Linked DNA regions of Mus musculus: regions 1, 2, 3, 4 and 6 are each linked to region 5. Evidence: chromatin contacts called from public ChIA-PET, HiChIP or PLAC-seq and promoter capture Hi-C data. All regions are on one chromosome and are shown on one strand. The core of a region is the stretch at or near the end of the contact, and the rest is flanking DNA. Distances in the headings are between cores, read along the strand shown.

Region 1 (4,918 bases), core at 669-3,168, 820 kb after region 5:
AAAGGCCCGCTTAAGGGGTTCACCAGAAGCTGCAGGATGGCCTTGGAGGCAAATAGCACGCCTATCTTCACATCTTCACTTTCTGTGGGGTAGCGAGGCCGCAGGATTGACCGAGCCGACCCGGCAGCCGTCGGGGACGCCGAGGTGTTGGCCAAGTAGGCGCTGGCATTAGCCAGAGTGGGCGGCGGCAGGGTGGGTTCCCACACCTCAGAGATCAGGGTAGGGCTCTCGCTGCCCCCGCGCATGTGAGCGATATAGTCGGGAACAATGGGCACGATGACCATGTACAACATGTTGTCCAGTAACAGTGCAACGCACACGATGACCAGCACCAGGCGCCGCTGCCTCTGGGGCTCTTGTAGCGCGGCTCCCACTGCTTCCGACAGCTTGGTGGCCGCCGCCCGGGCCTGACCGGTTGGCGCGGTGGGTTCCATGCCCCTACCCGCTGCTCTTCCTAAGATGCCTCCACCGGAGTCGGGTGTCGGCGTCCCGCAGTGCAGAGGCTAGGGTACGGTACTTCGGGGGCGCGGTCCTAGCCGCGTAGCGCCCCCTGTGCTTCAGGTGGCTGTGGGGTTCATATCCCCGAGCTCAGGAGAAAAAAAAAAAAAAATCAAGGATTGTCCCGCGCGGCGCCGCTGCTCTTAGATGCTCCAGGGACCAGTTGCCGCTGTTTCGGATGCAACCGCGGAGGCCGGCAAGCCGAGGGGCTGAGGCGGGAGACTGGACGCGCGGTGCCCAGAGAGAGCAGGAGCAGCCCCTGCCGCGCAGAGAGGCCGTGTGCACCCGCCCAGGGGCATGCTGCCGCCGCCCGCCGTCTCTCCAGCCCTCCCCGCGCGTCCGCTCTTGCCTCTTCCTCCACCGCCGCCTCTCTTTTTTTTTTTTTTTCTCCCTCCACTTGGGGCTATGACGCGGTGAGTCTCGGCCCCCGAGTGGTGCCCGGGCCACTGGCGTCGCTCATGCTAATAGGACGTCGTCGGGGCGGGGGCCGGGGGCCGGGGGCGGGGCGCGTCCGGGCAGGGGTCCGCTTCCGAGATGTTTCCAGGTTGGGAGCAAGGGGAAGGGGATCTTGGCGAGCTGTAGTCCTAGACAAGCCCCTGGGGATGGGTGAGCAGTGGAAGGAACCGGCCCTATGTTTCCCCCAGTTCTGGGACCTATAGGGGTGAGGTTCCCCCAATTGGGAGGAGGGGTGCGGCAGCCGGTTCCCCGCAGCCTGGTGGGAGACGGGAGAGCCGGGGGCTCTAGACCTCCTCCTCAGCCTGGACTTCGGCGCACAGCGGGCACGGAGCCCCCGAGGTGAGCCGCGCTGCCTCCATCTGTTCTCGCAGCTGGAACACGCAGCCGGGACCCAGAGGCACAGCGCAAGCAACCCCCTTCCTCAATCCCGCCCCCAGCCCGTCTCATCCCCTCCTCCGGGAAGGGAGGGGGAAGGTACAGAGCCTTCAGGGTCTGGTTCCGACCCACCTGCCCTTAGGCAGAAAGTCTTAGCAGCTAATTCCAGTCTTTAAGGGTTTGAGTATTGAGAGGAGGAGTCGTTCTTTGCACCCAGGGTCCTGGAAGTCAAAACTAACACTTTTTGACCTCCCCCTACCTGGCCTCTCCTTTTCGGCTTTCCGGGCGCGGGTCTCTCCCCCCCCCCCCCCCAGCTCCGCCTATTTTCCCTTCCTTTCTACTCTCCCACTCCTCTTTCTAACTCCTCCCTGGCCCTCTTCTCTCCAGACCTTACCCTCCCTCTGCTCTTGAGAGCCTCCGCCCACTTTTCTGCATTTCCTCACCCCACCCCCACCCCGGCCGCCTCCAAGTCTTGAGTGGGGCTCACAAGTGGCGTGGAAGCTTCTGGGTCTCACGCAGCAGGGCCTCTGCAGCTTTGCTGTCAGTAGAGGCTTAGGAAGGCTCACCTTCCTTCCGGGAGGGCTGCACACGCTGAGCGTCCTGATTTGCAGGCGACAGGCTGAACAGATCAGCCTATGCGTTGGGCCCAGTGTGTCCTCAGAAGAGTTTTGACCCTAGATGGCACGTGAGGCCCGAGTTCCAGTCCACAGACTGGAAGGAGAGAGGATGCCAGTCAGCTGAGATTGGAGGTGGTGGTGACGTTGAGATTGGACTTTCCCTGTCTTGCGGAATCACAGGAGCCTTCAGATCCCAAGCTAGCCTCGGATTTAGCTTCTTCCACTGGGCTTCCCACCCGGGAAGGAGACATCGTGATCTGGGCTCCAGAGGCAGACAAATAGGATGGCTTCCAGAGCTACCACTTACTAGATAACAGTGCCAAGGGAGACGTTGTTTCTCCTTCTGCCCCCACTGTCCCTTTATTTATCTGTAAAATGGAGTACCTACAGCTTAGGGTGTGGTACACGCATGATGAGAAGCATCAGTATTTGCCATTGTTGCTGTGACATGCTCTGCCCTGTGTTCATGTCACAGTGGAGGGTCTTGTGAAGAGCAGACAGACACCAGGGCCATCCTGACTCTCTGGCTTATCCCTCGAGTGGGAAGGCATTGTGAGCCTGGTCTCTGTCCGAGCTGGTAGAAGATACAGAAAGAGCTGGAAAGTTGGCTTCTCTTCTTATGCCAGCTGCAAGATGATGTGACAGAGACCAGAGTCAGGGAGAGAAGGCAGCACTCAAGTGGTCTAGCCCAACCTCTCAACCCCGTACACAGGTACTCCTGAAAGGAGGAGACTCACCTAAGTAGAGAGCTGCCCAGTCACATGCCCTGTGATGGCCCAGCTGCCCTTAAAATGAGGGAAGAAGCCTAAATATGAGGACAGCTGTGGCTCTGGATAATGTTGGGCAAGTCACAGTTGCCCTACCTCTGGCCCACTTGGCCTCTGTTCATCAAGAGGTTACCAAAATTCACACTGCTGAAAGTGCAGCAAAACGACTTTAAATATTATCCCACTGCCTTTGTTCATAGCACATACTCCAGAGACTCGCTTTCCCTCAGCTTGCTCCATGTACTCTGTCACCTGCTTGGCTCTCCAGACACTCTAGTTTAAGAATACTCTGGGTTCCTCTGACTTTTCTACAAAAGCTACACTGATGGTTTTTAAAGAGGTATTCCACACCCTACATGGTAACGATTATTTATTCATATATTGTCGCGCCGTCTGAGTAAAATCAGGAGGCAGGATGACACGGGAGGCAGCAGTTTTCTCTCTAGTGGTTAACAGACAGTAGAATCTTCCAAAAAATAAACTTCCCAGTCCTAGCAAGCTGCAGACCTCGTCTCTTGGCTCTCCAGCCCACATAATAATCCTTAGCTGTTCCTGAGAATGAAGCCAGTTCATTTTGGGACTCACACCCAACTCTCGCCTCCTCCATTCCTCTATGACAAGATGCGGACTCACTTGTTCTGTGCCAGGGCCATGGGTATACTCTTACTTCATCCTTCCTCAATCCTGGTACAGCAAAGATGCTATCTGCCCCCATCACACCCCCCACAGGGAAGTTGTTCTTATGCCCTGGCACATCTGGTTCCAGGCTGTTAAGACCTGCTTCATGGTCTTCATGCCACCTCCCTTTTCTTTGTGTTTCATTATGCCTCTATCACTCCATCTGCAGTGTGGCACACCTTGGCAGGGTAAGGGCAAGAGGCATAAAAACTGGAGTGAGGAAGGCAATGGGCTGGATTCTTCCAGGTCTTTAGCTCCCAAATAAGAAGGCAGAGCTTTTACATCTGAAGGATACAGGGGTCACAGTCAGGGGAAGACAGACCCCCTTCAGCAAAAGGCTCCCTCTCCCAGATGTGCCAGGCCAGAAGGACAACTTCCCTTCCAGGCCTAGTGGCTCGCTGGAACTGTCCGTGGTGCTGGACGGTTTGCTGCTGGAAGCCTTCCAGGGGCCGGCCAGTCCTTGCCGTGTTTTTGTGCCTGTGGCTTTTCCCTCATACTGGTGCTTGGCAAACTCCTTTCCAGAGACTTCTGTATTTGAGCATAACTCATATGCAAGAGGAAATTTCCTATCCAGTCTTGGAGGAAAAATAGAAGCATGTTTTTCTCCTTTTCATTCAGAATGTAGAAATTGTTACTACAGGATACATATAAGATGATTGAGTAAAGGAGGTGTTTCTTTATTAGATCTATTAAAAAAAAGCTAGAAATGTGTCAGGCAGTGTGATAAGCATGTAGTAACTCATTTAATCACATTATCAGCATTCATATTACCCTTCTATAGTTGGGGACACCGTAGTGAAGTAATTCATCCTGGTCAGATCTGGCTTCCATGTTCATCTCCTGGCCACAGGGCCAGCCAGCACACAACAAGGAACTCACCACATGGTCTCAGGGCTCAATGCTGGGTACTCAGTGAGCTTCATTATCACCTAACAGCTTCAGAGTGGGTGGTGGGTTTTGGATGACAACCTTTCTTCTCATTTTATTCAGTGGCCACACCGTGGCCTTAGTCTGATAAACCAAAAACCTGCTCCATTATGAATCAGTGCTGTGGGGAGTGGGTAGAGAGTGTGAAGTTCTGGGGTGGGGGAGTCTGGAGAGAGGGTGGGAGCAGCCATTCTGCAGCAGTGCCTTCTTGGGGTCATGGGTCTGTAGGTGCTGCTGTGGAGGGAGAGATCAGCCTATTCTGGCTTCATTTCTGAGCTGCAAACTGCCTGGGTGTCTGGAGAAGCAGGTTGGCGTGGTGGTTAGCAGTGCGTGGGCGGGGTTGCCCGCTCTTGATTTATGATTTCTTTGTCTCTGTGGAAGCACTTAAGTGCAGGCTTTAGTTCCAATGACACTCAGGAGCCTCTGGATTCCAGCACTGGGGATGGGGGTGGGGTAGAACGTTCTCAGGCCTCACCAACCCCTCCCCTGTGTGCTGCCTTTGGGAGAGTCCCAAGGCTTCAGCATTACTTAATTAATTAGGCCTCTACTGCTACATAGGCTCAGATTCAAAAGAACAGAGTGGCCCACGTCAGCCATTCC
Region 2 (4,490 bases), core at 1,254-3,753, 750 kb before region 5:
CAGGATAGCTAAAACAATCCTGTACAATAACATAACTTTTGGAGTTATCACCATCCCTGATCTGAAGGTGTACTACAGAGCAATAGTAATAAAAACTACACAGTATTAGTAAAGGAACTGACAGGTTGATCAATGGAATTGAACATGCAGTGAATCCACACACCGGTGGACACTTGATTTTTGCCAAGCCAAAACCATACAAGGGGGGGGGGGGAAGCGTCTTCAACAAACACTGCTGGTCTAACAGGATGTCTGCAAGTAGACAGTTACAAATAGATCCACATCTATCACCCTGCGCAACACTCAAGTCCAAGTGGATCAAAGACCTCAACATAAAACCGGATACACTAATTCTGATAGAAGAGAAAGTGGGAAATAACCTTAAGTGTATTGACACAGGAGACAACTTCCTGAATAGAACACCAACATTCCAGGCACTAAGATCAACAATTAATAAGTGGTACCTTGGCCTGGAGAGATGGCTCAGAGGTTAAGAGCACTGACCGTTCTTCCAGAGGTCCTGAGTTCAATTCCCAGCGACCACATTGTGGCTCACAACCATCTGTAATGGGATCTGATACCCTCTTCTGGTGTGTCTGAAGTCAGCTACAGTGTACTCATCATATATATCAAATAAATAAATAAGTAAAATTTTTTTTCTCTTTTTGTTTTTTTGTTTTGTTTTTTGAGACATAGTTTCTCTGTATAGCCCTGGCTGTCCTGGAACTCACTCTGTAGACCAGGCTGGCCTCAAACTCAGAAATTCGCCTGCCTCTGCCTTCCAAGTACTGGAATCAAAGGTGTGTGCCACCACTGCCCGGCAAGTAAAATCCTTTAAAAAATAAAAATGGGACCTCATGAAATGGAAAAGTTCTGTAAGGCAAAGGACACTGTCAAAAGGACAAAATGACAGGCTACAAAATGGGCATAGATCTTCACCAACCCCACATCCAACAGAAGGCTGACATCCAAAATATATACAAAAACTCAAAAAGTGAGATGTCAACAAACAAAATAACCCAATTAAAAAGTGGGGTACAGATCTATACATAAATCTAGACAGAGGAATCTCTAATGGCCAAGAAGCACTTAAAGAAATGTTTAGCCAGGCAGTGGTGACCCATGCCTTTAATCCCAGCACTTGGGAGGCAGAGGCAGGCAGATTTCTGAGTTCAAGGCCAGCCTGGTCTACAGAGTGAGTTCCAGGACAGCCAGGGCTACACAGAGAAACCCTGTCTTGAAAAAAGAGAAAGAAAGAAAGAAAGAAAGAAAGAAAGAAAGAAAGAAAGAAAGAAAGAAAGAAAGAAAGAAAGGAAGGAAGGAAGGAAGGAAGGAAGGAAGGAAGGAAGGGAAGGAAGGAGAGAGAGAGAGAGAGAGAGAGAGAGAGAGAGAGAGAGAGAGAGAGAGAGAGAGAAATTTTCAACATCCTTAGTCATCAGGGAAATGCAAATCAAAACAACTCTGAAATTCCAGCTCCTTCAGAATGGCTAAGATCAAGAAGAAGATAAGCCTGCAGCTTGGTGTGCTAAGACCGGTTGATATCCACGGGAGGCCTCCTGTTTTCTGAGGAGAAAGGGGAGGAGGGGTGGATGGGTGTGGGTTGGGGATGAGCTGAGAGGGAGGGACTGGAAGGAAAGGAGGGAGGGGAAGCTGCAACCGAGATGGAAAGTAAATAAAAATCAACAAAAAATAAAATAAAATAAATCAGTGCTTCTACTTTCTCAAGGACATATTGAGAAAAGGTATTAGCAGCACCTAAGGGCCGCTCTCAAGGGCCTGCTATGACAAAGTCAGCCCACACTCTACCTGTACACAGCTTTCAGGAATTCTATCCCTGTGCCTCACCTTCCTGCATAGACTGTCCAACATCACACCTCTAGGCTCAGGGTATGCATCTTTACAACTCTAACGTATTGTCAAATTGCAGACCTGTTCGAGAGTCTGCTTGGCTTGAACCTACAGCCTGGTTATACTAATAGGACCCATGGAGCAGCCTGGTACCAGAGAGTGAACAGGGGTTTCTGGACCCAGCATCTTTTGCTCCAAAAAGTGCCCAATCTTGCTAATGTCCTCAGATGCGTCTGTGGTCCTCTCGGTGTCTCAGGGATCCCACGGGCATGCCTACCTACCAGGTTAATATGGCCCTGTCTCTTCCAGGAAGCCACCTAGGGTATTTTTTCCAGCCCTGGTCTTTCTACGGAAGCTTATGTTTCCTCCTGGGCTCATTGAGAGCTTACTAGCCTCACTGCTGGGTGCCTCTGGCCCTACACATCATGATGGATGTCTACATCAGGTTGTGACTCTGGAATTCTGAACCTAGCTAGCAGAAGGCCTGCTAATGCCCAGCTGCCTCTCCCCAGGGTATGTCCTTCTATCAGCAAAGTTTACTGGACATAGGTCACTTGTGTCCTTATCTGAGGCCTCTGGGATTTTTTGGCTTGGAAACCTGCATTTCCGAGAACTTGCACCAGCAGGGGCTGGCCAACCAGCAAGTTGCCAGTTTATAACCCACCTGCTCCAGGGCTCAGAAGCAGTCTGGCGGGCAACTGAAGGCAGATGAAGAGCCCTGCCCCTGCCCACATGTGGAACCTTGTGCTGTTCTTGCCTTCACTGTTGGCTGTGCTTCCGACCACTACTGCCGAGAAGGTAGCAGTACCCATAGGTGCCTCTGTGTCTACCTGTGTGAGTGTGGTGCAAGCTGGGTAATGAGCAGACACATCTGGAAAGTTAGGGGTGCCTCTTCAGTATGCATGTAATTAAGTAGGCAGGTGTGCAGGTCAGTGTGTGTGCAGGGCATGTTGCTAATCGCTGGGTAACCAGGCAGTACCCAGAGATCCTTAAGGCTCCTTCATTTAATAGATGGGATAGTCCTATTCTTGCCACTTTATAGATGAAAGAGGAGAGCCAGTTGCCCCTTGAGGCTGACAGCAGAGCCAAGAAAGTCGGGATGTGGCTGTATAAGCCCAGCGCTTCTGCTCTAGATGAGTGACCTCTGGGAATGACTTACATGGTCTACCTATCAGTTTCCTCATCTGAAAGACTGTGATAATAAAACATAGTCTGAGTGCTGTGCTGGTTGATAATCAAGCTTATGATACCTGGGAAGTGTTTAGTGCCACACATGCATGGTACAGAGCTGATGCTTGCTAAACTCTGTCCTAAACTGGGGCAGGTAACCATGAGTATCTGAACAGTTTGTGTGTGTGCAGCATGGCACATGGAGCAGGTAGAGGAACGGGGCTGTGTGTGTGCACATGCCTTTTCTTAAGGACATGCCAGCCTTGGGGTAAACCGTGTATGTGTCGAGCAGTACCCAGTGGAGGGGTCAGGGCAGAGAGTCCATTGCAGGGAACATTGACGAAGAAGAGCATCGCTCCTTAGAAACCTGATTGTCAACAGATTCCCAGGACTATCTGATAGGAGAGTGGCAGGAGTGTTCTCCCACTTTCACTGAGGCCAGAGTTTCCAAAAATCAAAGACCCCTCATACTAGGCAGATCTCAACCTGCACACAGGGCCCCGACTCTGAGCCCCTCGCCTCTGCCGAGATGAGAAGTGTGCTTTGTCCAGGCTTGCGTTGTTAGCCTGGGCGCTTTGTTTCCCATGAGGTCTCTGTAGGTCTGCTCTATGGGGCTGTCTTGTGGGGAACGAGGTCCACAGCTGCCTTCAGCTTCACTGAGATGTGTGATGACTTCTGTCTGAGGCCTAAACAGTATCCGGGCCAGATGAAGGGTGGAGGTTGGTCTGGGACCAGCTTCGAAGCCTACTCTTGAAAAATTGGGTTGGGGGGTGGCAGGTAAACAACTCAGCCCTCCTCCCTGTCCCTTGTCCAGAATGGCATCGATATCTACAGCCTCACGGTGGACTCCCGGGTCTCTTCCCGATTTGCCCATACTGTTGTCACCAGCCGGGTGGTCAACAGAGCCGATGCTGTTCAAGAAGCGACCTTCCAAGTAGAGCTACCCAGGAAAGCCTTCATCACCAACTTTTCCATGTAGGTGTCTCCGTACCTCTTCTACAACCCAGTCCTGCAAGTCCATCTCCCCTGGGCCTGAGACATGGAGTTCCACAAGTTGGGCACTCAGGACCTCTGTTCCATGAGTCAGCCTCAAAGGGAACAAGATGTTATCAAGCCCAGAGATGCCTCGGTCCCGCCTGTCATCCTGCCTCCTCACTAAGTACTGCTAGGTGACAGACCAAGAACCACACTGTCTTGGAGTCTTTGCCTTCCAGAAGTCCAAGCCTAGGCCAATGCTAGCTTTGACACAGGAAGTCACCAAAATCAGGTTCCAGCTGGAGAAGCATAAGCCCTACCTCCTGGGGTTCCCTTTGTCACTGCAGAGGGCAGGTGGCTCTACTCTACCTCCTCAGGAGATGCCAGGGTTCCTGAGGACTCCGAGCCAGCAGCAGTCCTTACTGTGCCCTCTTCGTCCCTTTGCAACGCTGCCCTGATCTATTTTGCAATGTTTGTTGAATTTGGCAAAAGTCCAT
Region 3 (5,033 bases), core at 2,516-5,015, 700 kb before region 5:
TGACATAAAACTAGCCAATACACTGATGAATTGTAAGAGACACTTTCTCAGTGACTTATGGAGCCCCCGTGCATAGGGCATGAGAGCTGAAAGATGGCTCTTGGCCTGGGTTCAGGGCTACTTGGGAAGTAGGGTGTTGCAAGAACAGAACTTCTGGGGATCCTGGGTGGTCAGTGACAAGTCACAGACCTTTCCAAAGTTGGGTGTCAAAAACAAAACAAAACAAAACAAAAAGCTAAGGGTTGTTTGATGTGCCCCAATGATCTTCCAAGGGCAGGATATAAGCAAAGAAGAAACTGATACAAGCTGTCAAGACACAGCCAGTGTGCTGAGACTAGTTCTTTCCTATCTCAGATGAGCAGGAGACTAGAACACTTCTGAGATTCCACCTGGATACATGCACCCATTATAGTTTGGATATAGACTATCTTCCTGAAAGACTCATATGTTGAAGGTCAGTGAGGCAAGTGGAGTTCTGAGGCCTGGATTTGGGGGAGTGACTGGATCCTGAGGTGCTGCCTCCATCAGTGGACTGATCCACGACAAATCCAGAACATGAATAGATAATTACCCAGCGTGGTTGATCACATCTGTAATCCCAGCACTCGGGAGGGCGAGCCAGGAGGATTGTGTGTTTAAGGACAGTCTAGGCTGAATAATAAGACCCTGCCTCGATAAATCACAACAAAATTTAACCAAGAAAATTGAAGCTAGGTTGGTCACTGGAAAAGTGCCTTTGAAAGTCTCTTCTTCTTCTTCTTCTTCTTCTTCTTCTTCTTCTTCTTCTTCTTCTTCTTCTTCTTCTCCTCCTCCTCCTCCTCCTCCTCCTCCTCCTCCTCCTCCTCCTCCTCCTTCTTCTTCTTCTTCTTCTTCTTCTTCTCCTTCTTCTTCCTCCTCCTCCTCCTCCTCCTCCTCTCTCTATCTCTCTCTTTCTCTCTCCCTCCTCCCCCTTCCTCCCCTCTCTCCCCCTTCCCCCTTCCCCTCCCCCTTCCCCTCTCCTTCTCCCTCCTTCTCCCCCCTCTCTTTCTGCTTCCTGGCTGCATAAGCTGAACAACCTCTATTCCTGCAAGCATTTCTTCTATAATGTTACCCCACCATGTTCCAGAAACAGCAGAGCAAGCTGACCATGGATTGAGACCTCAGAAACCAGGAGTCAAACTAAATCCCTCTTCCTTGAAACTGTTTCTCTCAGGGATTTGCCACAGTTGATGGAAAGTCTGACTAATAACTCATCGGGACAGCCTAATTACACTGCCTGGTCCTGTGCCCAGCCTGGATATTTTAGAAAGGCTGAGTTGAGCTGAGAAGTCTCTAAGGTCCCATCCCCATCCCATTGTTCTTCACATACCTTTTTCCCTGAGAAAGACTTCTTGATGGTTTGAGCAGCCAGTTCCTCACTGAGGAAGGAGGCCTGAGCGTCCAGCTTGCTGATCCCCTGGGGTTCAAAGATGTCCACATCGATCTGCATGGAAGCCAGTTCTGTGCTAAGGCCCATGTGGGCTAGCACCAAATTTCAGCCAAGAGCCCTGTGGATCTGCCTTTCTACTGTGTGCAGGATCCACCCAGCCCTTAGCAGGGCCTGGCTCATCATAGTCAGTCCAGAAATACTGACTGAAAGATGCCCATGCCTGAACCCTTCAACTTGGCCCCTCCTGCTGACTGACACATAAGTGTCAGTACTTTTTGTAATCTGGTGGCAGTCTTGGGAAATGCAGGGATGTATTTAGCAGGTACAGAAATTGGGGGATCATGGATGACAAGAAAGCTGGGAGATTCAAGGGGCTTCCTGCTGCGGAAGAGCCCACAGGAACCCGTCCTAAGGACTCACTCTCATTCCTTGTATTTTTTGGGCCTGGGCTAAGGGAGAGGGCTGAACCATTGCTGAAAGCCACAGTTGGTGTGGGATTGGGGGTGGGAGAAAGAACGTGAGGAATCCTGTCTGGGAACTTGCAAAGTACCTCAAAATGCTGTACCAGCTGCTTGGGTCTGACTTTGATGGTGATGTCATACTGCATCAGTCTCCTCTTTAGTACCTCCTCATAGGTGAGCCGGAACGTGGCCTTGCTCTGGGCTCCAACAGTGATATGGATGGTGAACTGCTCCATATTTCTGCCCGAGGCTCTGAACATGTCACCAGAGGCAGCAATAGGCAAAGGGTGACATGTACAGTTTCAACACCTAAAGCTTGTCCCTCAGAACCAGTTCCTCTTATTATCACACCACCCCCCCCAAGGCAAGAGCTCAAGGATGTACCCCACCCTAGCCCCAGATGCCAGCTTAGACAGGCTTACTCAAGCTTCCATCCTCCTGGAGGTGCTCCCTCCTCACAGTCCCCAGCTCCATCCTGGATGGTCAGAAGGGAGAGCCCTGGAAGCTTGGCCACTAAGGCCTGGAACTTACCTGACAAGGCCAGCGCTCTCCCCTAAAACGGCTGCCTTCCGGTACTGCTTCCATGCAGTCACTTTGTCCTTTATGTCCCCAATGAACGCCTTCCCATCTGATGTTCTGCATGAAAGGGAAAAGCCCCCAGTAGTGGTGGCCTGACTTCACTGCCTGGGTTGTCCTTTGTACTGAGTATTCTGAGCCTAGGACCCTGTCCACACAACTCCTTGAAAAGGGAGTCTCTGCTGTCTGCTGCCTCTACTGTCCACTGCTGAGAGGACCCATAGGAAGTCAGTAGATAACCATAGTCACAGAGGCCACATCACTCACTGGATTTGCTCCCCAAGTCAAAAGCTTTGAAAACAAGCAGTCAGAGGCTCTGATTTTCTGTGTAAGGTGGGAGGTGAGACCTCTAATGGACCTCTTTCCTCCTACCCCTCTAAGCTGGGGCTGGCCATGACCCAAGTGAGATCTCACTACTCTGAACTCAGGCTGAACAGGTGAGTGGACACAAGTGGAGTAGAGTGTAAGAGTTAGACAGGGCACGCACGCACATGGCAAAGTCACTGATGAAGGCTGTCTTGGGGATTTCCACATCAAAAGCCACTTCCCTGGCTTTATCAGCATTGTTGACCACTTGGCTGGTGATGACGTAGTGGGCAAAGCGAGAGGTGACTTTGCAATTGACTTTCAAGCTCTTGATGGACACACCATTGACTGACTGAAGATAATACTAATAATAATTAATAATAATAATAATAATAATAATAATAATAATGGACTCTACCCACTCTAGAGCAAAGTGCCCAGATTCCCAAAGAATACACCAGACCTCCCAAGAAGACCCTCTTTCTTTGCTGGAGACATGAGGTCACATTTCAAGTGATGGGAGCCCCCTGCCTGTTGCACTGACAGAGGCATACAGGGATGGGAAAAAGCAAACCTGTAGTAAGGGCCCCATCTTGGACCCCTTGGCCAAATAACTTACAGTGTCCACAGCGTGTCGCTTCTGCAAAACAAAACCACCACTAAGTGTGAGTGGGGACGCTCAGGGACCCTGATCCATTTATTAAGGGTGGGAATGGGGTCTGTGTGCTCTCCTCCTCCACCTCCCTCCTGCCGCTGGGAGGCTTCCTCTTCAAGAAGAAATGATCAGTGGGTGAGGGAGGCTCATGTCCCTGATGCAGGAGCTGCAGCCCCGGGGCCCAGTGCAGGGACAACTGCCTATCTATGCTAAGGGCTTACTCACATACCTCACTGCCCCTGGGTCTGCCTGTTGCCAAGCCCAAAGCAGGCCTGGCCTGCAGAGTGAGGAGCGGCAGCAAGCACAGCAGCACCCGGAGCCCTGTGGCACCCTCCATGATCTCCAGGCTCTCAATTCCCCGTCACTTCCCTCAGACTGTTAGTTAATACTGTGCTGGACAAACACAGTTTAAACATTAGACACAGCGGAGGCAAATAGCAGGGTTTAGGGAATCAATGAGCTGGGACGTAGCTCACTGGTAGATGGTTTGTCTACCGTTGTTGGTAGGTGCCATGCACTAAGCTCTGGATTTAATTCCTAGGGGAATATGTATATATATATCTCAACATGTTAAGTGAAGTTGAAGAAAAAGTTTGCAGATCCTGGGTGATGGCTCAGCAGGTAAAGAAATTTACCATAAAGCCTGACTACCTGAGTTTGGAACTAACTCCCTCAAGTTATCCTCTGACCTCCACCTATGGGTTGTGGCATGAATGTACTTACAAACACACACACACACACACAGAGACCGAGAGACAGAGAGAGAGAGAGACGGAGAGATGGAGAGACAGAGAGACAGAGAGACAGAGACAGAAAGACAGGCAGACACACATACAGAGAGAGATGGTTGGAGAGACAGACACACAGAGAGAGAAAGCAACAAAAAGTGTTCATGGCAGCTAGGCTTGGTGGCACACACCTACAATCCTAACACTAGGGAGGTGGGGTCAGGAGGATGAGTTCAAGACAAGCCTCAGCTACATTGGGAAACCAGTTGGGCTATATGAGATCTTGTCTTTAAACATGGGTGAGGAAGGGTGCTGAGCTGGATCAACAGCGGAGAGGTCTTGCTGCCTTTCCAGGGGACTCAAGTTTAATTGTCAGCCCCTGTGTTGGGAACCGCCACCCCCTTCTGGTTTCTGTGGGTACTGCATAGGCCCACATGTAGGAAAAATAACTTTTAAAACCATGGCAGTTACTACTTTCTTCTTGTAAACAGGCAGCTCAGGGCTGTGGAAAGTCCCTGCCAGACTCCAGATTGCCCTTGTGTATTTATCTGCACTCCGTCAAGAAGGCTTGTGGAGCCCTCAAATGCTTCCTTTCCTGTCTCAAGTACCAGGCAGCACCAGTCTCATATACAGTTAACTTTTGGCAAGAGGACAGAGGCGATACAATAGAATTTCTAAGCTTAATGAAGCTTTTCGTCCAGAATTCTTCAACAAACTTTCCAGTCATGCTTTGGCCACAGATGTGACTGGGTGTTATGACACCCAGTGACACATTTGGTTCTGATGATTCGGGAGGCTTGGGGGAAGCACAGCGGTGACCCATGCTCCGGGCGTATTGCATCATCTCGCTGACCTTCTTGCTGGATTTGGAAAGAAAAACAGAAGTCAGCTTTGTCCTG
Region 4 (4,569 bases), core at 1,936-4,435, 680 kb after region 5:
CTCAAGTCGGGCAGCAGAGGTTGCATACGACCTCACACTGGTGTGCTCCGCTGACAAATGTCCTAGGCAGGTTGTACCAGCAGGCCACACTCCTGTCTTCACCATCTTCAAGGCAATGCAAGGCTGTTCTCCCAAGGCCTTTCTTCTCCACTGGCAGATGTTATCTTTCTCTTCTGTCTCACATGCTTTACCCTCTCTGTGTCTGTAGGCTTCTATTTTTCAAAACCTACTTTAATACGTACACTTAAATGCTTTAACCTCCCTTCTAGCCCACCCACCCACCAGGGGAGTGGAAAGGAAAGGTTAACAGGGCAAAGGAGGATATGGACCCATTTTGAAATTGTTCTTTCGGGCGAATCCAATCTGTGTTGTCGGGATATCAGCAGTTCAATTCACATGAATCAGCAGTGGTAGTTCAAGCCACTCACAAACACTATTCATGAATCAGCAATGGCAATTCCATCTAGAAGAAATTGAGAGATTCTGCCAATCAGCCAGAGTCCAAGAAGCTGCAGCCTCAGGAACACCACTAGAACTTCTTTTGTGCATTTCTCTCTAAAAATCACAACAAACAAAACAATGATCAGCAAAGGGTGGCAAGGCAAACCAATACAGCTTCATTGTTATCGTTGTCATCGTTGTTGTTGTAGTCGTCATTGCCATTGTCCATTGTTTGTTGGGCTATATTTGTACCATTTCCAAACACCACTTATTCCCTCAAGTGTCCACTCTAGCAGAACATCACATGCCCTTTTCCCAGGCAGCTTCCAGGAAAGCACCATGTGTCTGTTCTCAGCAAAACATCCTCCCACATGTCTGCTTCAGCAAAAACATCCTATCATAAGACAGTTTCCAGGAAAACATCACATGATACAACTGAGTCTCCAAAGAAACCAGCAATTTCCACTTCAGTGTCTGTGCCTGAATTTCCTCTACTTATACGGATATATTTATACTAGTCCTACTTGATTAGAGCCATTGCAATGCCCACGCTTTAACACAATTTCCTCTTAAATACTGATCTCTAAAGGTAGTGACATTCTGAGGTACCTGGGGTTAGGACTTCATATTACAAATTTGGAAGCAGGGACACAGTGTAAACCTTAACACGTTGTGTTTGCCAACTTGGTACAAACTAGAGTCCTCTGGCAAGTGGAACCCTCAATCGAGAAATTGCCTTCATCAGATAAGGCTGTGGGCATGGCATGTCGGTGGGGCATTTTCTTGAGTCCTAATTGATGTGGGACTTTACCACTATATGCTTCATATTTCTCAATGAACTAGTCCATACTATCAGAATGAGTAAACATATGTGTCTGTATCCCACACCCGAGGAAGCAAAGACAGGTCTCTGCTGCCAAGATTTTTGCAGAGCTCCAGTCCCTGCCTTAAGTCCTCCCAGGCTCCTAAGAATGGCAGCCACCTTATGAGAGTCTTGATTGCACCCGAATAATTGCTTCAATTGCTGTAATTAGCAGAACAACAATCAGAAGAGAAGGCTGATCTACCAGCAGGCTTCCCAGGCAGAGGTTCCTGTCCTTGGCAGTCTCTTCCCCATCCCATTCTATGAGTGACTCACCTTCCCTCCAGGATGTGGATCCATCTCTTTGTCCCACTTAGAGCTTTGCAAAGGGCTATAAACAAACAGAAAGTTCTGAAGCCTTCTGATTGGCTAGGCCGTTGCCCTGCCTGTGGACACAGGTTAACTTACCTTCTTGGGTCATTCATTCATGATTGACTCTCAGTTGTAAACTTCTCTGATGTGCCTCTCAACACGGCTTACCTGCTTCCTACTCAATGAACTCCAGTCAAGAAAGCCAGAAATGCATGTTACTCACACCCTACCAAACACCCCGCAAGCCACTGATCTCCCAGACTGGCTTCCAACTCACTATCAGATCTGTCCCGGCTTCTTCTCTAGCAGTGCTTGATTGTCCCCCCACTCAAGACAACGCACACTTTCACATTTTACCCTCCATTTCCCCCACACTTGCCAGAAAAGGAGTTCAAAAATGCAACCTTGGACATTCATAGCTGCCTAGAGTCTCCTGGACAGAATCTGGGAGTTGTTTTGAGACAGGTTCTCAATATGTATTTCAGCCTGGCCTTGAACTCTTAACTATCCTGCCTTAGCCTTCATGGTACTGGAATTACAGGTATTTATTACCTTGAAGGGAAGGGAAAGGGGTGATTCCTTTCCTGCTTCTCACAAAGGATGCTGGCCCAGACTCCTGTAAATCAAGGACAGGTTGTCAAGAGACAAACATAAAACGTCATTTGATTATGGTTTTATGTGATATAGGAGCCTTCAGATGGAACACTCAAAAAACCACAAGGTCAATTATCCACAGTTTGCTTAGGATCAGTGGATCTTAAACAGCTACGTAGAAAGATGATTGTACAAACTGTGACATGAAGCTGTGCTCCACAGGAAGTCCCTAGCTGCTCTGCTGGGTCAGGATTAAGGGATGCAAACACAGAAGCCAGTTAGGGGCTGTTACAGTAATCCTGTGAAGGACTGCTGATAGCATTTCCAGCCACGGGTGTATCCTGCATTTGCTTAGAAATGAAACAGAGCCCAATACAGAAAAGAAAAAGGCAGGAACACATCAGAAAAACTCCAAACTGACCAATAACATAAGTTGGCAAATCACTAATAATAAAAGTGCAGATTAAATTTCCACAGGTTCTGTCAATGTATATTCTTTGTTAGATTGTCTGTGGCAATGATTCTCTGAGGAGAGGGAAACCAGGCCACAATCCCTTGGAAAGTGAATTGGTAGGGCACTAAGCATTTTTTCATAAACTGCTTCATCCTTTCTTCAAAACAGCTGGAAGACAGCAGAACTTTTAATAGCATTCCCATTTTATGGGTGATAGAGAGGAATCTATCTTTCCCCCATACACACATACAAGTCTGCTTTATTCTGGTACGTTCCTCTTAGTTTCAGGTCGAGGACTCTGGGGTTCATGGGTCCAGCACTGTCTCCAGTCACTCAGACAGGGCAGACCTGGGCTCCTGCTGGCCATCTGGAAGCACCTGGCTCTTTGGGGGCCACATGAGGTCTTGGATCTGGGAGGTCAGCACCTCGGACAGCGAGGGCCGCAGACAGGGCGGGGCGTCTACCGAGACGTCACGACGCGCGGAATCCCGAGGGTGCGCGCTCACGGCGGCCGTGTCACGTGACCTAGGTAATTGATACAGCGCGCTGCTCGTGACCCTCCGCTCAGTCCCCGGACCTTCAGCCCCCCGGACCGCGTGGCCCGGAACCTCGGCCAGCCGGTGAGAGCGGCGGCGCGACCCCCGTTCCTGCGAGCTGAACCCTCTGCAACTCGATCCTAGGTCCTGGGGCAGCGCTGCCCACTAACCTCAGCCAGGCCCTTGGGGAGGGGGTGGGGTGGGGTGTGGGGAACGGGAACTTGACCTTGGTCTCTCCCTAGACTAAGTGCAGCGTTCCTTAGGACCCCCGGTCCTTTGTGCTTGTCAGCAGGTGAATGCAGATTTCGTGGGAAGGAGTGACTTGCCAATAGTGGGGCTTCAGGCCGGAAGGCTGCAGCCCCCCCCCCCCCCCCACTGTTTGCCGTAGTGGCCTGGAGAGGAGCCTGCCTGGTACTCTTCCAAGGAGAGGGGGGCTGCCCAGAACAGCACTGAGATTGAAGAGGTTCCAGGGTTGCATCTGGCGGGACATGCAAGCAGCTTCGAAGTCCCAGGACAGGCCCTATACTTGTTTTTAACTGCGGTCTGTGCTCCCACTTGAGGAAATGGAGGCCGACCAGATATCTAGGTCAAGTAGTTTGAGGTCTCAGCCATCCTCCCGCACTCAGGATGAGCCCTAAGAGGACTTATCTGATTGACCCTAAGGACCATGCTCTGCAAAGACCCAGCGCTGAAACCCCCAGCCCTACGGGCTCCAATCCCAAGCCAATCTGTGTATTTCCTCTCCATCCACCAGTAACCTTCAACAGACCTTACCCATCTTTGTACACACCCCAGTTCTGGGCTTTAGTTTGGCCCTTCCTTCCTCCCTGTCAAGAAAGTAAGCTTGCACCCCGACCCCCATCACACCCTTCTGCCTAGCTCTTTGGAGTTCTACATTTTCCAGTCAGGCAGTGAGTTCAGTTTCTAGTACAAGACAGGTAGAAAGACTCTGCTACTGCGTGCTGCTTCAGGGTTTGGAGGGAAGGGGGCCTCCCTACTCTGACCTCTACTAACTGATTTTCCCAAGGGCAGTTTACAGAGCAGCCCTCCCCTGTGCACCACTGCAGGAGACTTAGTATTAAGTTGCCTGCCCTGGTTCTGACTGGATGACATTGTTCCAAAAAGGATGCCCCCAAGATCTTCCCACTAGAAACTTGCACAGGGCACGTTTTAGGGTGTGCTTGCCGCCATCCTGCCCTGTATGAGCAGGACCTAACAGGGTTAATTAGGGCCTTGGCTATAGATTTGGAGCTCAGCAAAGCTCTGGGGTCCTCAAGCCCAGCTGGCATGGGGGTAGGAATGGCTGGCATCTCCTGCCGGGTTGGGTGAAGGCCATAGCAGTATCTGGCTGCCCAGAGCGTTCTGTATTT
Region 5 (4,499 bases), core at 1,721-4,220:
AGCTAAATCCCTGATAACCTCCTAGCTTCTGGCCACACGAATGTCTTGACTACTCTAAAAACCTGACAGACAACATATAAAGCAATCGCCAAGTGCACCTTTCTCTTTAGCACAAACCTGTGCCTGAGTCTTTCTGAGCACTTTTGAGTATTCCCTTTGAAAACTCCATCGTTATACCTGCCATCTTCCCTTGTAAATGGTCCTCCTCTCTCTATTCTAAGCCTCAGTCAGTAGCCATATCATCTAGTCATGTAAGCCGCTAACCTAGGGGTCACCTCTAGAAGAGCTAACCTTTCCCTTCCTAACAGGCCATGCCTACTCTTTCTTCAAGATAGCTCCCTTATCATCCTCTGTGGGATGCTCTCTCAGAAGACTGTATGGATTTGTCTGTTTATTCAAGTCTGTTGTCTTTGTACCAGGGAAACCCAGAGCACTGGACATGTTAGACAAGTACTCTACCACTGAAAGATAACCCAAGCCCTCCATGGTCTCAGCTGACCAGGTTGGCTCCAAACCTGAAATCTTCTGTTTCAGCTGAGTAGCTACAGGGACTGCAGTTGTGAGCTGCAGATTTTCCATCACCATCCTTTGGCCTAACTACCCACTCTCACAGTTTGCCATGCCTTTAAGTTATACTGATGCAGCAAGGACAAGCCATCACCTCTATGAGCAATCTTTCCTGTCCCAGTGAGGACAGCCAGTCACACACTGTGTGTGACTACTCTCCCTTTTATGGATTCCTTTTTGAGGAGCTAAATTATTTCAGACTGTCTTTTTGTGTCTTACCCTCATTTCCCCCAACTCATCAACTTGGAGGTGAAAAATAAACCTTATATCTTCTTTATATCCCTCTCTTCTGCCGCGTATACAGTCCACATCATGCATACAGTACATACTTAGTGCATGTCTACTGCATGAAGAAGAAACAACGGGCAAACATACTCAAGAAAAATAGTAAAATACAGATCAGCACCTATCCTTTCTCATGCAGGTAAAAGAATAGAAGGTTATTCCACATAGGAAAACTGAGAGGTAAGGGTACAGCTCAGTGGCAGAGTGCTTGCTTTAGTGTGCACAAGGGCCTGGGTTCAATTCCCAGCACTGGAAAAAACAAAGAGGTAAGGGAATAAAAGTGTAAACAACACAAATTAATACCTACCAGTTTTCTGATTAAAAACACTCCCTATAACTTTCAAGCCTTATTGATAAAGGTCTTTCAATTAGCAAATAGTGTAGTACACACCTAGATTACATAGAGACCTCAAGTCAAGTCAGTACTGTGGGGATTTGAAAGCAAATGAGCCACACCCAATGGAACTCACATCGGATGGCAGAGAAAAGGGGTCAAGAGCGTGGATCAGGACAGCAGTGACGGCAGCAGAAGGGACAGCTGTGTGTGTGTGGGGGGGGGGTGTGAATCGTGTGTGCCACCCATGAAGGTCAGAAGAAATCGTTAGATCCTTTGGAACCAGAGTTATGGGAGGTCGGGAGCCACCACGTGGATGCCAGAAATCAAATCCTGGTCTCTGAAAGAGCAACAAGTACTATGAACTGCTGAGCTAAGTCTTCAGCCCCAATTCTTAATCTTTTAAATTATTTGTGTGTGTGTGTGTGTGTGTGTGTGAGAGAGAGAGAGAGAGAGAGACAGAGAGACAGAGAGACAGAGAGACAGAGAGACAGAGAGAGAGAGCGCCTGTCTGTGTGTGTGTGTAGGTCCAAAACAATTTAACTCAGCCTGTGTGTGTGTGTGTAGGTCCAAGGACAACATGAATCATAAATCAGAAACCGCCTTCATTTTTCCATACAGGCCCTGGAGATTACACTCAGGTTATGAGGTTACGTGGCTTTGTAGAACTTCACTGAACCACTTCATCTGCACCAGATACTTGATATTTTTGCCTGGATTGCTAAGAGAGGGTAATCCTGGGCTGCCAGAGAAAATACTTTAAGTGGGTTCATAAAATGTCCTTTGGTTTTCCCTCTCCCAGGTAAGACCCCAAAGGAGGGAGGCATAATGCTGAGGGAAAGCACCAAACTGGGGTTTGAGAGCCCTGAGTTCCAATGACGGCACTGCCGTCTATAATGTCTTCCACTTTATGTTGCATGAGTCCTGGCCTTCAATCACTAATCACTCTCTGACACCTGTCATGTACAGGAACTACATCAGATGCTGGCAATACACTTACCTAGCGATGAATCAATATGCCTTCTCTGCTAGAACTAACAGTCTAGTAGTGAAGTAAGACTACCCCTTTCGATTCTGATATTTGGATGTGGCAGAGTACACTACGGTAGAAAGGTATAAGCATAGCTCCAAACTCAGAATACCTGAGTTCAAATGCCACTACCAAATGACTCGCGTTGGGCAAGTTTAACTTAGTCTCTCTCTTCTCATTTTCCTGTCAAGGAGGATTAACAGTGGTACGTGCAATGCTTTAGAAACGATGGGACGCTGTGTGCATCGAATGGCTGCCATTTGGTCCCTGTGTCAAGACTCACCGCTTGCTCATTCCGCATCCCAATGTACTTGATGCCCAGTTCCTGGGCAGCAAGGGCGATTTCGGTCACGGGGATGCCTACGACACCGAACATGTACTCCACATCCTGAGGGTAGGAGGGAAAAGGGGCAACAAACAACTATCATCAGGTGACCCAGCCTTCTTGCCCTCCCGGGGGGTCCAAAGGAAAGACCTACAGGACCCCCGCCCCCGCCTCCTTGCCCTCCGTCTCTAGGACAACGCGAGGTCCCCGTCTGCTTCTGTAGAGCCTTTCACACCCGAGGGATCCATCGTACTTGAGTTTTTAGAGCCTGGGCGATGACTTTAGCACCAGACACCTGCTCCTCGCTTCTGTCGCTACCCTCTGCGGAGTTACTTTCTGGCATCTTCCACCTAAAGTTACTTCAAGGCACTCTCGCAGCTCACAGCTTCACTAGCCTAAGAGTTGTTGTTGGTGACACCCGCTTCTGACAGACAGGAGGGCAGCCCAACGGATTTAAGCAAAGGGGAGAAGGGGCGGGACAAGAAGTCAGTCCTTGGTGAGGCGATCATGTAAGCACGCCCATTCTCCAGTCAGTCTTTTCCGGACTCCGCCATCAGCAGGAGGCGGGACGAGCCGGAGGCCGCGTCCTATGCGAAGCAGGTAAGAAACCCAATCTCTGAGGATGCTCGCCTTGGTTTTGTCCTCCACTAGGGTAGCGATACAGCTCAGTCCGGTATGGAGGGGATGGCACATCTGGAGGGTGACTGCAGAGACCAGGCGAGGAGGGGGCGTGGCCCCACCGCGCCTCCCCGCCCTCGCCGGGGCTTCCCGCTGATTGGAGGCAAGCTACGCAAAGGCTGCTGGGACGCGGGTAACTTGGAGAGTGTAAAGTTGGAAAAAAAACAGGCTTTTGGGTACAGTGTCGTGCTCCTGTGCCCTCTGATTTTATAACTCTGTGGTTTTGCACCCCACATCATGTGCACGTTCCAGAAGTCTGTGAGCAGAGGTGTATTCTTAATCAGAGATGACACCAAAATTGCTCAAGAGATAAACTTATTAACACCGTAGCTGCTCCTGCCCTCTGCCTGGTTTATATTTACTTATTTTGTTCCAGTTGGGTATCACTAAGGTCTGTTAGAGCCATTGCTTAATAATTAATGTATGATTGCTTAACTTTTACCAAAGTAATAGTGTTGGTTTTCTACTTACTGGTTCATGGATTAGCCTGCTTGACCCCTGGCATCGCGTGCTTTGTAGACATTAGTGGATTCTTGGCCCCTTAACACCGATTGCTTTCTCAGAATTACTGGCAGAACACTTTATGAAGGGCAAACTGGACCCTGATGGGAACAAATCACTGTGATTCAGATCGAATGGGCTTTTGTTTGTTTGTTTGTTGGTTGGTTGGTTGGTTGGTTTATATTTATTAAGGATCAGTCTTCAACTGGCCATTTTTGCCATTTGGCAAAGAGAAAACTCATTGAGCTGGTTATTGCCTTCGCCTAGCAGTTCAAGGTACAGCGGGCCTTGCTTCCCTTGCCTGTAGAGATTAAGCAGAAGTGACGTGACTGTCTTCCAAGTGCAAAGTCACTGCTGTTCCATCCAACTTCAGTGTAAGGATCCCAGGCGCTGTAATTTATACAGAGCACTCTGTGTGGACTTGGAATATGTTAATCATACTCCCTGTTATTTTTGTTGGCAGTATGCTTAAAATGTTATTTGTTATTTTGGTGAGATTTGGCATCGTAGCGCCAGATGTGGTGGCTCACATCTGTAATCCCAGCACTTGGAGGCAGGAGCATGTCGACTTCTGCGAGTCTGAGACCAGCCTGGGCTACCTAGTGAGTTTCAGGATAGCCAGGGCTATGTAGAGAGACCATGTCTTTTAATTACTCAAAGAAAGAATAAGTCATAAAAGCAATACTAGTGACTGACCCTAGGACTTTGCACATATTAGTCAAGCACTCTACCACCGAATTATATCTCAGGCCCTAAATTTTAACTTTCTTAAAAATCAG
Region 6 (4,390 bases), core at 1,495-3,994, 620 kb before region 5:
GGACACCTGCAACCAAGAGGATCTCTGGCATCCAAAACTTCTAACACAATGTCTGAGGCTTCAATCACCTGTCAAGTAAGAAACCATCAGAGCAGCAGTCCTTACTGAGTAGCACCCTCAACACTGACAGTGAATCCAGAAGATAGGATCTCCTGTATGCATTTCACTATCAAGTATGTTGACTGTTAAGTCTGGACATATAATCTACCCAATTGAGTCCTTAGGTTAACAGGCCTTTTTAGAAGGCAGGTAGGTGAGCTTGGGAAATGCATGCCTGAAATGGGGAGCTCTAGCAAGCAAGCACATTGGGAATCCACTGCCCACCCTTTAGACTCTGACTTCAACAGCGTTCTAAGAATTCCCTCTTTACAAAGCAGCTGTCAAGGACTAAGTTTTCAAAAATCTTAGATCATTTTTGACACTAACCTATACTAAGGTACCTTTTTAAGTTCCTGGCAATGTAACTTCTTTGGATTCTGTTTGCCTGCTTTGGCTTTCTTTCTTTTGGGCTCGTCAGATTCCTAAAAGGAAGAAAAATTAGAAACAGCAGTTGTTACCAGTATATCAACATTTCCCACAGATCACTACAGGCAATATATTTTAAATGGATGAGAAAGCCTACGTTTTGTTACTCCCAAGGAACGCAAGTTTTAAGGAAAGATAACCTTACCTCCCTAGTTTCCACATTAGACTGCTCATCACCAGGGCTAACTTCAAGTTTTCTTTTCCTTTCTTGCTCTTTTTGCCTATCAAGTTTCTGCTGCTGTTTTAGTTCTTCAAGCTGTGTCAGAGACGTGAAAGAGAGGAATGAGCGAGTGACTGGTGGCAGTGTATTGCTTTGGAAACCACATATATCATTCTACTGGAGCTTTCAGCCAGCAAAAATTACCTGCTGTTTCCTTAGTTCAGCTTCACGAAGAAGAGCCTCTTTAAAGGGAGCACTATTTGGAACACCTGGGTCCTTCCTAGGCTTCTTGTGACCCCGTTTTTTAGCTTCCTTCCTTAATTTTCGATGATGTTCTCGGACCTATTAAAAACAGCTCTATGAGGTCGGAAGGCACTTGCCTTGGTTCAATCCTCAGTATTAATACAAAAGAAACAACTCGCCCTACAAAAATACATAAGCACTGAGAACTTAGGGAACAAGCCAGCCTATCCGCAATTTATAATGGATGTGAAGCACCCTAGAAAAGCAGAACTTCAACTGGAACTATACAGGGAATTAACATGTACACAAAAAACAGAAAAGTGTTGCAGCTCTCTGTAAAGATGCCAGTGTGCTAGCTTGAGGCTTTCGTTTACCCTGTACTTTCCCACAGCTGCAGTCTGTCCAATCCTATACCATGACAAGAGCCTTCCCCACAGAGATGAAGAAAGCCATGTTAGCACCCCACTTGCTATGGGCCTCACAGAACACTTACCTTTTTTTGAATTTTATATCGCTTATGGCAGGTCATACGTTTACTCGCTTTCTTTAACTCTGCCAAAACAAAGAAAGAGAAAGACTGCACACATGAGCAGTGAGTGTTTTAAATTTCTCACATCACCTATATGGATGTTTTGCCCTCTCTTGTCAGCAGACCAACCACGTGCATGTAGTGTTCTTGCAAAGGAAGCCACAAGAGGGCTTCATCACTTGTCCTTCTACAGACAGCATGGAGCTGCCACGTGGGCTGGGACAACCCTGGGTCTTCACTCCATACCCAAAATGTTTCATTTACTTATTTTGTGTGTAGGTCTGAAAGCAATTTCCAGGAGTCAGTTCTACCTATCATATGAGTTTGAACTCTTGACAGTAAGGCTTAGTGGCAAGTGTTTATAGCCATATTCCTGGCCCTCAAGAGATTGTTTTATCAGGCCATGGGGGCCTACAACAATAAGGCTATCCCGGGCAACATAGATCTTGCCTCAACCGTCCCTGCAAAGTTATGCAGGGTATTTAATGGAAATCACACCACAACGCCAGTCAATTCGACTCGGTGGACCCACAATGGAAGCAGCTTCTAGAGGAAAGCACTACAAATATCAAGGTTTCTTTCTTTATTTTTATTTTTTCGAGACAGGGTTTCTCTGTGTAGCCCTGGCTGTCCTGGTAGACCAGGCTGGCCTCGATCTCAGAAATTCGCCTGCCTCTGCCTCCCAAGTGCTGGGATTAAAGGCGTGCGCCAACACGGCCAGGCTCTTTTTTTAATTTTTAAGCCATGGTTTCAGTATACAGCCCAGGCTGGCTGCAAACTTTCTATCTTACTGCGTCATCCTTCGTGTACATGATTAGGGCGCGTGCCACCAAGGCCGAAAGACCATGGTTCTGAATAGTTCTAGGAAAACGGCAGGCTCGAAAAGAGGCTCAAACACGTTAATCACAGAAATCTGGCTCGGTTTTCCTCTCAAGGGCTTAGCTCTCCTGCTATACAACAGGCCAAATTTGGGTCTGGGCCTTCTAAGCATCAGATCTACGCGGAACTCATCAATGGCCTATGGAGAGTCCTCTCCCTCCAGCCACAAAGCACCACCCGCGCGTTTCGCTCCCGACCCCACTCACTAGGCCTCTTCATCCTGGCCGCGGACGCTTCAGGAGCAGAGGAGGTCTCGGGATCACCACGACTTCTCGGGCGCCACGTGCGAACTGGAACTGCGGTTCAACGTCACGCGCTCCAGGACCTGCCGGAAAGTGTGTCGGGGCCGGGCCGAGTGCGCGCGCACACACATACACTGTCGCGCCGAGCCGGGCTCGCCTGGCGGCCACAGGTTGGATTTACGGCAGCACTGGGAGGGGTGAGGGCGGTGAGGGCGGCGGGTGCCGGAGAGACGGCCGCGGCCAGAGGAGCGCTAGCAGCCGTGGCGGCCACGGGGCGGGGCTCGGCGGTCGGGGACCGCAGCCGGGGCTGCAGGCGGCGGAGCGGCGGGGTAAGGCCGGGCCCGGGGCGGGCGGGGCCGCCCCTCCTCGGCCGGCTGCCGGGCCTTTGTGTCGGCCCGGGCGGGCGGGCGGGCGGGCGGGAGTCGCGGCGGAGGCCCCGCCCCGTGGTGCGGACGCGCTGGTCGGGCAGGGCGCGGGGCGGGGCGCGGCACGGCACGGCGGCGGGGCCTCGGGACAGGGCCCAGCAGCCCGGCCGCACCTGCCGCCGGGACAAAGGCAGAGCAGGGCCCGGAAACTCCCTTCGCTGCTCTTTCCCGCCCGTCGCGGGCCGCCTTCAAAGCTGTCAACGTTTCCTTTAGCCCCAGAACCAGTGACAGGTCGGGCGAACTCTTCTTTTCCTCCGCCTCTCAAGGCCTCTTTTTTTTTTTTTTTTTTTTTTTTTTTTTTTTTTTTTTTTTGGTTTCTTGTGCGTTCGGCAAAAAACTCCCTATTGAGTTTTTGTTTTTGTTTTTTTCTTTCCCAATGATCGCCCAAACGGAATATTTTTTTGTTTTTGTCAGAGAGACTTACTTATTTACAGGCTAGGTACTTAAGCTTCTCATTTGTACCGTCACGACGAGTTGAGTTTTTGTAAACTGTATTTTCTGGTTTTAAAAGTATTTTCCGTTTCAAAATTTTGTTTTCTGAAGAAGTGAGTCTTATTTTAAGAAAATTTGATATCAAAGGGGGGACAAAAATATAAAATTCCTGGAAAACAAATGACAAATACACAATAGACCGGATGTAGGAATTCGAGGACTAACTATAGAAGCGTATGGTGGAATATGCTATCTTAATCCAAACTTTTCAAAACTTACTGTAGGAGCCAGGCACAGTAGAAAACACCTGTTCTAGCTCTTGAGTTGGGAGTATCGCAAGTTCCAGTGTACTTGGGTTACATAGTGAGACCTGCCATTAAAACAAAAAAGTGGTTATACGTTTCTTTCTTAACCCATTTGGTAGTAGGCTTTTCCCCCCAAAGTAATTCAGAAGCATATTGGATTCCAGATGTTGAGGAACATAGCTTTTGCTTTAGTAGTTTTTAAGATCCAAAATGAAAGATTGGAAAGTATCCTCGTTTATCTTTGAAGTGGCCTTACTTTGCTGCTAGATTTACCTCAGACTTCTGGATCACCCGCCTCAGTCTCCTGAATGCTGGGTTTACAGGCGTGTGCCACTGCTGGAGGGTGGGGGAAGTGAGGATAGTAACTGCTGAAGACATGTTTGGGATTAAAACAGTAACACCTGTATGTGCAGATGCACCTTAGAGTGTGAAACGTAGCTCAAGTACTAGTGCATTCCCCAAATCCCCATGCTATAGACCCGTCTAGTAGACTGTTAGGAAGACATCAGACATCATGAAAGAGAGTGCTGACTTGGTTACCTCTTCATTTTTATATCACTCCATTTATGGGAAAGATAGTTGGGTTGAACTGTAGTTGAGTTGGTAGAGAATCTGGTATATTTGTGAAGCACTGGGTTCAGGTCCGTATA

Evidence for each region. Promoter capture Hi-C pulls out the DNA fragments that hold promoters and counts their contacts. ChIA-PET counts read pairs in DNA pulled down with a chosen protein or histone mark. HiChIP or PLAC-seq counts read pairs in DNA pulled down with a chosen protein or histone mark.
Region 1: a promoter capture Hi-C map of neural stem cells shows a contact between it and region 5. The contact joins the promoter of Chat here to the promoter of Hacl1 in region 5. A contact is called at or near these places in 5 of 39 promoter capture datasets (embryonic stem cells, neural stem cells, pre-B cells and 1 more), 2 of 484 Hi-C or Micro-C datasets (embryonic stem cells and pro-B cells) and 2 of 115 datasets of contacts at active chromatin or transcription factors (embryonic stem cells and large pre-B cells).
Region 2: a promoter capture Hi-C map of liver shows a contact between it and region 5, with 2.5 times the contacts expected there. The contact joins the promoter of Itih4 here to the promoter of Hacl1 in region 5.
Region 3: a contact with region 5 is called in a promoter capture Hi-C map of liver, with 2.6 times the contacts expected there. The contact joins the promoter of Itih1 here to the promoter of Hacl1 in region 5. A contact is called at or near these places in 2 of 39 promoter capture datasets (hematopoietic stem and progenitor cells and liver).
Region 4: an H3K27ac HiChIP or PLAC-seq map of embryonic stem cells shows a contact between it and region 5, with 2.9 times the contacts expected there. The contact joins the promoter of Ogdhl here to the promoter of Hacl1 in region 5. A contact is called at or near these places in 2 of 39 promoter capture datasets (embryonic stem cells and stem cell-derived epiblast-like cells) and 2 of 115 datasets of contacts at active chromatin or transcription factors (astrocytes and embryonic stem cells).
Region 6: a contact with region 5 is called in an RNA polymerase II ChIA-PET map of memory CD8 T cells, with 12 read pairs. The contact joins the promoter of Gnl3 here to the promoter of Hacl1 in region 5. A contact is called at or near these places in 4 of 39 promoter capture datasets (liver, neural stem cells and pre-B cells), 3 of 484 Hi-C or Micro-C datasets (CD4 T cells and CD8 T cells), 4 of 115 datasets of contacts at active chromatin or transcription factors (bone marrow-derived macrophages, hepatocytes, large pre-B cells and 1 more) and 1 of 9 other capture datasets (liver).

The regions. Positions count from the first base shown.
Region 1 is chr14:32,463,991-32,468,908 of GRCm38.p6, forward strand. Chat (choline acetyltransferase) reads right to left here and starts at 1,919. Exons shown (of 16, transcript NM_009891.2): 1 at 1,817-1,919. It overlaps Slc18a3 (solute carrier family 18 (vesicular monoamine), member 3), which reads right to left and starts at 860. Exons shown (of 1, transcript NM_021712.3): 1 at 1-860. The coding sequence starts at 434.
Region 2 is chr14:30,883,973-30,888,462 of GRCm38.p6, forward strand. Itih4 (inter alpha-trypsin inhibitor, heavy chain 4) reads left to right here and starts at 2,504. Exons shown (of 23, transcript NM_018746.4): 1 at 2,504-2,646; 2 at 3,833-3,993. The coding sequence starts at 2,557.
Region 3 is chr14:30,939,524-30,944,556 of GRCm38.p6, forward strand. It overlaps Itih1 (inter-alpha trypsin inhibitor, heavy chain 1), which reads right to left and starts at 3,766. Exons shown (of 22, transcript NM_008406.3): 1 at 3,636-3,766; 2 at 3,371-3,391; 3 at 2,937-3,103; 4 at 2,401-2,505; 5 at 1,959-2,121; 6 at 1,349-1,462. The coding sequence starts at 3,743.
Region 4 is chr14:32,318,834-32,323,402 of GRCm38.p6, forward strand. It overlaps Ogdhl (oxoglutarate dehydrogenase-like), which reads left to right and starts at 3,186. Exons shown (of 24, transcript NM_001081130.2): 1 at 3,186-3,283.
Region 5 is chr14:31,637,995-31,642,493 of GRCm38.p6, forward strand. It overlaps Hacl1 (2-hydroxyacyl-CoA lyase 1), which reads right to left and starts at 2,971. Exons shown (of 17, transcript NM_019975.3): 1 at 2,795-2,971; 2 at 2,500-2,604. The coding sequence starts at 2,884. Btd (biotinidase) reads left to right here and starts at 3,063. Exons shown (of 4, transcript NM_025295.4): 1 at 3,063-3,141. The coding sequence starts at 3,131.
Region 6 is chr14:31,016,387-31,020,776 of GRCm38.p6, forward strand. It overlaps Gnl3 (guanine nucleotide binding protein-like 3 (nucleolar)), which reads right to left and starts at 2,745. Exons shown (of 15, transcript NM_153547.6): 1 at 2,543-2,745; 2 at 1,422-1,480; 3 at 890-1,027; 4 at 671-781; 5 at 441-521; 6 at 1-68. The coding sequence starts at 2,555. It overlaps Pbrm1 (polybromo 1), which reads left to right and starts at 2,752. Exons shown (of 33, transcript NM_001081251.1): 1 at 2,752-2,907. RefSeq lists an enhancer at 3,455-3,483.